2 separate regions of the Gossypium hirsutum genome follow, and region 2 is linked to region 1. Evidence: chromatin contacts called from public Hi-C data. All regions are on one chromosome and are shown on one strand. The core of a region is the stretch at or near the end of the contact, and the rest is flanking DNA. Distances in the headings are between cores, read along the strand shown.

Region 1 (3,422 bases), core at 818-3,317:
AAACCTATAATATTTTGATATATTTCAACTTTTCCAATACCTTAGCAAGTTCGGATTTATATTATGTCATACATATTATTATGGATAAAAGTACAAAAAAACCCCTTTTTATTTTATCCACAAATCTTAATTAAAAAAATATAAATATATGCTTAGCTACAATAATTGCTAGTTCACAATTGGAGAAGAGTCAAAATCAACTCCTAATAATCACCTACCAACTCCCCCACTAACCCACATAGATATTTCAACATGACCCATCAAATGTAGGGTCCCATTTTCCTACTTATATAAATTAATTATAATTTACAATTAAAATAGATTATAAGTGTATTATTTTTTCTTTAAAATAAATTGATATTTGTCTATCTCCCAAACTTAGGATACTTAGTTTTAACTTCACATCACTTAGTCACTTTCCTTTCATTTTCCTCTTTCCCCAACTGTTCCATTTAATTTAAATAAATCCTCAATAATTTTAGGTCATTTTCATTAAGCTATTTTTATCGATTAATTAAATATCTATACGATAGTTATTCCCTTAAACAGTTCTTAGAAAATAAAAGAGACTTTAACTAGTGTCTAATAGTACGGATTAAAGTGATTTTAAAAATAACTAACAAATTGTTTTTCTTGAATTTAGTGAAAATGATAAATTAAATATAACCAACCTTTTGACACTTTTTTAAACTTGATTATTATATTATAAGCTTTGTCTATATGTGTTGAGTGTTTTTTTGAGTCTATCTTTTATAGAAGTTAATTTTTCTATTTATATGACACAATTTCTAGATGTGACGTCCTAAGTAGGCCTTTATGCATGCCAACATGCACCCTATTCTAATGTCAACACGTGTTCCCTAAGTGTGGGTTCGCTTGTATGATGATGCGAACCCACCACGTGCGGACTCATATAAGTGAACTATACAGGCTATCACTACTAAAGAAAAAATGATCGAGTTGACCCTAGTCGGGTAGCAAGCCAGTAATGGAGAATACCATAACAATTTGTCCCCAGCTTTGTTTGAAGAATAGTTATAAAGTGGCTCTTTTGAGAACTTGGCTAAGCGAAGTGGGGGGATTTTCGAGAACGAAACTTATTGTATACTCCTTTCGTTTAAAATTTATGTATACGCTTTACCAAGTGTTAAAGGGAGGTACAATTGTATAAAGTTGATTGGACCTTCATTCCTGAAGATGCGAATCGTCAGACTTTGAATTTCTTTAAAAGGACCTAGTTTCAAACCTAAGCATTGAACTGTTTATATTTGATTTTTTTGAAGAGGAGACACTGTTGAGAACCAGAATCATGATTCAAAGGTAAACTTCTTAAAATTTTCAAATACTCCTTCTAGTCGTTATGATTTTAGTTGGGTATGATGGTTAGGACAAGAGGAGGTGGCCGTAGTGGTCAGGGTAATTGCGATGGTTCAAGGAGTATGCACTCGCAGCATCATGAAGCCAATGTTCCTGTGGAAGCGAAAGCCTATGCTTGTACCACTAAGTATGAACAAATGAGTCATCATTTGGCCATTCGAGGCATTCAAATATCCAATTTTGCTTATAACTTCTTTGTTGTTGAAGGCTTGAGGCGATTAAGTGATACCAAAGGAGGTTTCCTACTTCCTTTGCACATGTTAGAAGCGGGTTTTAGCCTTCCTCCTCTCCACCCTTTTTTTGCCATGTTCTTGATGAGTATGAGATAGCTCTGAGGAAGTTATTTGGTTTCTCATGATAGGTCACGGCTACCTATTTTATTGATTGTGGTCGTCGAGAGGATTCACCATTGATTTTTGTTTTCCAACATCTGTATCAACTCAAAGCCTATAATCAAAGAGGTTCTTGAGGTTTATTTTACTCCTCGCGAAGAATGTGAATCGATCATTTCCAACTAGTCTTCTAACCTTTAGCTAAATCATTGTAAATACATATGAGTGAGGACCAAATTTGGGGTTGGTTTTGATTTTCCAACTAAGTGGTCCATACCTAAAAAAAGTGTATGCCTATGACAATGAGCTATCACATCTAAAGTAGGCTAGGCTCAATTGGCTTGGCTTCACTAGAGCTCAAGGAGGTGTTAACTGCTAGGAATGTATTGTAACCACTGCCTTATAGTTCTGAGCCCTAATGGATGGTTACTGGTTGACGACAAGAACGTTGTGGATATTGTGTCAGTTTTGCCCATAGAGTTCACGTGGCCATATGGAGCTACCAGTGGGTTGGGGCTAATTTTATTAAAAAAGTGAAGGAGCCTAGAAATTATTTTTATAATTTTTTGTAAATTAAAACCTCACTCATAGTCCTCCAAATCTACAGGGGATTAAGAAGGTAGTGTGAACACCACTATGATTACTATTTAGTACTAATAATAGACTTATTGGTGATGAGGCACAACTCGTATCGTTGAAGAATCAAGGGAATCAACAAGTTTATTTAAAGAAATCAATGAATACATGGACGTACGGTCTTTTGCGAAAAATGTACGGGGTGTTCTTACTGGTGCTTCTGCTTGGGAAGGAAATGGGAGTAGTAGAAAGAAACAGAAAACTATTGTTGGAGCTTCCAACATTGTGTTAAGTAGAGAATACGAGGGTAGTCCGCTGAAGGAACTTTGCCGAAAAAAAGGAAAGGATCATGCAACATTATCTGGTATTGTGGCGAGCACTGTTGCAGTCCCTTCTGTGATTCTTCTACACTAGTATCCTCACCTCCTCCAAGACCATCCACCAAAGATGCCTTTGGTGTGACTATTGAACATGGTCCTTCTAGGTGTTTGCTAAAGTTTATGTCTACTGGTGGTTAAGCCCAAACATTGTTTCCCTGGTGTGACCATTTAAGTGTGCAGAAATTTCCTTACTACCACACTGAGATGGGTAAAAACTAGAAAGAGTCAATGTCTGAAGAAGTAAAGGACTACATTAGCCCTTCTACATCATCTAGCTATGAAAAGAAGTAATCATTGAAGGAGCTTGTATTGTCTCTTCAAGTGTCTCTGGCCCAAGTTGGGATTATTAGTGTAGGGTTCGCCGAAGGTATTAAGTGAAGAGGAGGCTAAAAAGATGGAGTATGAGATTGCTTTCCAGTCCACCAAGGGAGCCTTAGAGAGGGCTCGTGAACTGCACAGATAGTTGGAGGAGGATTATAATAAACTGGTGGAGCAAAATAAAAGATTAGAATATCATCTCAATCTTTCTGAAAAATCCAATGAAAAATTATATGAAGAGATCGAAGGCATGTGAGCTAGTAAGATTGTTTTCGAAGAGACCTTCAAACCCATGGGTGACCAGCATGAACTTGCTATGGTTAATTTGGAGAAGCATAATGAAGAAGCCTTGGAAAATTATAAGGCAAAAACAATGCCAAATTTTTAGGATTATCCACTAGATTTGAAATCAAATATTTTGCAGCATGCCTAAGGGATT
Region 2 (3,192 bases), core at 517-3,016, 100 kb after region 1:
AACGTCAAAATTTTCGAACGAGATTTTTAAAAAGTAGTTCCATAAATATATAGACCATAAAAATATAATAAAAATAAATTTTTCTACATCGGATTCATGGTCCCGAAACTACTGTTCTAACTAGCCCCAAAATTGGGCTGTTACAGCACACTAGCTCCTACTTGTCATTACCAAACTCAACACTCCATTTTCCCTGCTAACACTGTCTCTTGGGTGCATGAGCTAACATGACACACCTCATGTGAGCTTTCCTCTTCGCATTAGAACTTTCTCAATCCTCATCTATGCTTACAATCACATGGATAGTGCCTCTGACCTTCTACTTACCTTTGGGATCACCACAAGAACTCTGACGCTGCTAAGTAGTACCCTAATCCACAAACTCGGTGAGCTCACCATTTCTCACTTCCTCTTCAATAGCATCCTTCAAAGTAAAATAATTTTCAGTTTTGTGCCCCATATCATCATGGAAAGGACATCTATCCCTGGAATTTGACCTCTTCGTACTGTGCCTCATAGGAGATGGGTTAGGCAGGATACTTAAACTCTTTACTTGATTCAAGATATAACCACGAGTAGTGTTCAATAGAGTGTTGGCTTCAAACTTGCCTTGAGGGATGTATCTTCTTATCTGCTTGGGTTGAGATCCCTAAGGAACCTTAGGAGAATTATCCTGTGTCTGCACTTTTTGCTGCCCGTCGTCTCGGGCACGCAAAGCTTGATTGAGTGACCCCTGTCTATTGCGAGTTCCTTCTCTTTCTCTGAACTGTCTACCATCTCTTTGAAATGTGTCACGCGTCGCCCTCTTAATCTCTTCTACCTCCACGAACTTGTAAGCCCGCTCATATAAGTCTGCTAAACTCTATGCCTATTATCAGTAAAGGAGTACTGCACATGTTCATTCTACACTCCGATAATGAAGGCATCGATGGTCCACTAGTCCTGAAGGTTCTTCATATTCATTAATTTGTTTGGTTGAACATAATACTCATTTAATGGATTGACTATTACTTTTCTATTACTTGTCTTCCCGTAATAACTATTCTTTAGTTTCACCAAATAATGACTATTCCATGCAAGATTGAGTAAAAAAATATATTAATTTCTAGCTTAGTCGTTTATTTAAAACTTAAACTTAAAAAATATAAAAATAAAATATATGAAATAATTGAATATAATTTAATATAAAATATTTTAATGGGTGAATAAAAATATAGTAAAATAAAAAATGTTGTTAAAACATTAATTTTCTTTGAACATGTAAAGGAAAATAGTTAGAGAATTTTCATCTTTCATGAAACGACAAAGTAAAGTCGTTATGTAAGTGGAAACGATGGTCATGATATTCATTATGATGATGATGATGGATGGATGGATGGATGGATGGATGGATGGATGGGTGGGTGGAATTGGAGGAGGGGGAGATTAGAGGGAAGGGAAATGATTGCCAAATGGGGCATGATGGCAATGCCTCCATCCTTAGAAATTAAAAGATTAAAATGAAAAAACGGAAAAAAAAACCAATAAAACTGCGCAGCCATAGCCGCCATTTCCAGTTCCACCCTTTTTGTGATTATTAATAATGAAAATTGTTATTATTATTTTTCCATTTATTTACTATCTCTCCCATTTTAACTTTCTTTCTAAAAGATAATATTTTCGTTACTAGTTTTAAAAAGAAAGAGAGAGAGAGAAAAATGATAATATAGACAGACAGAAAGACAAGAGAGAGGGAGAGATAGAGACTTTTTAAAGCACTGAATTAAATAAAAAAAGCCAGAAAAGAAAAGGAAAGTTTAGGGATTCTAGAGATAAATAGTAAAAAGAAGAAGCCAACCAATATTTAAAGGCCGCTTCAAACCAATTGTTGCTCTGGCCATCAACTTCTACGTATTTCCTCTCCTATGTCAAGTAAAAAAAACCCAAGAAGAAAATACATACACAACAAGAAGCCCTTAGCTTAGCTTTTTCTTCTTATGATCTCGAAGTCCTAAGCTTTCTACACCTTCTCTCTTTACTGCTTTTGCTTGTTTCAGACGTTATTGAGGGATACTCTCTGACCTTGAAAAAGCTGCGTTTTCACCTATATAAACCCTTGTTTCCTTTTCCATCCATTTTCACTTTCACTATAATATAGAGTGTGAAAAAGAAGGAAAATTATGGGAGGTGATGATGAGTGCGTTATAGTGGTACGGGAGTTTGATCCTAGTAAAGATTTAGCAAGTGTAGAAGAAGTTGAAAAACGATGTGAAGTTGGTCCCAGCGGCAAACTCTCTCTCTTTACCGACCTCTTGGGTGACCCTATTTGCCGGGTCCGCCACTCCCCTGCTTTTCTCATGCTGGTACTACTCTTTTTCCCTCCATTACTACTATCCCATGCTTCATGCTTCTTCTTCTTCTTGCGTTGTTGTCTTTTTTTTTTAAAGGAAAAAAAACAAACAAACACTCATATTGGTTTATGTAATCAAACAGGTGGCTGAATTAAGCTCCACCAAAGAAATAGTTGGGATGATAAGAGGTTGCATAAAAACCGTTACTTGTGGCAAAAAGCTCTCTCGGAATACCAAAACCAATGATCCCTCCAAACCTCTCCCTGTTTACACCAAAGTCGCTTACATTTTAGGCCTTCGGGTCTCCCCTTCGCACCGGTATTTACTGCTCCACCCAATCATTAACATTCCTTTAATACGTTAAAACCTATAGTAATCAATGGTCTTAATTTTTTTCTCTTTTTTTTTTTAATTTCTCAGGAGAATGGGAATAGGGTTAAAGCTGGTACTAAGAATGGAAGAGTGGTTTGTCCAAAACGGCACTGAATACTCTTACTTAGCCACGGAAAACGACAACCAAGCTTCCGTTAATCTCTTCACTGATAAATGCGGCTACTCCAAGTTCCGTACCCCTTCCATTTTGGTTAACCCCGTTTTCGCCCATCGACTCCCTGTTTCCAACCGAGTCACTCTGATTAAGCTATCCCGATCCGACGCCGAGTCGCTATATCGGCGTCGTTTCTCCACCATCGAGTTCTTCCCTCGCGACATTGACTCGGTGCTTAATAACAGACTCAGCCTGGGAACCTTTTTGGCAGTGCCACGTGGATGTTGCTATACGCAAGAAACGTGGGCCGGGTGTGATAAGTTTTTATCCGACCCGCCAGAGTCATGGGCGGTTTTGAGTGTGTGGAATTGCAAG

What was found. A called contact is a pair of places that touch in the nucleus more often than the background predicts.
Region 2: a contact with region 1 is called in a Hi-C map of leaf, with 4 times the contacts expected there. The contact joins the promoter of LOC107945693 here to the enhancer-like site in region 1. A contact is called at or near these places in 11 of 34 Hi-C or Micro-C datasets (callus, fibers, hypocotyl and 2 more).

The regions. Positions count from the first base shown.
Region 1 is chrA12:39,247,339-39,250,760 of Gossypium_hirsutum_v2.1, forward strand. No RefSeq gene overlaps it. Among protein-coding and RNA genes, the nearest start is that of LOC107940530, 26 kb to the left of the region's middle. Within about 2 kb of position 2,068, at least 1 of the 9 cell types and tissues checked has an H3K27ac peak or open chromatin away from gene starts, as enhancers often do. A contact at or near this core is called in leaf, where this site is marked.
Region 2 is chrA12:39,348,162-39,351,353 of Gossypium_hirsutum_v2.1, forward strand. LOC107945693 (probable N-acetyltransferase HLS1) reads left to right here and starts at 1,767. Exons shown (of 3, transcript XM_016879791.2): 1 at 1,767-2,342; 2 at 2,473-2,648; 3 at 2,751-3,192. The coding sequence starts at 2,160.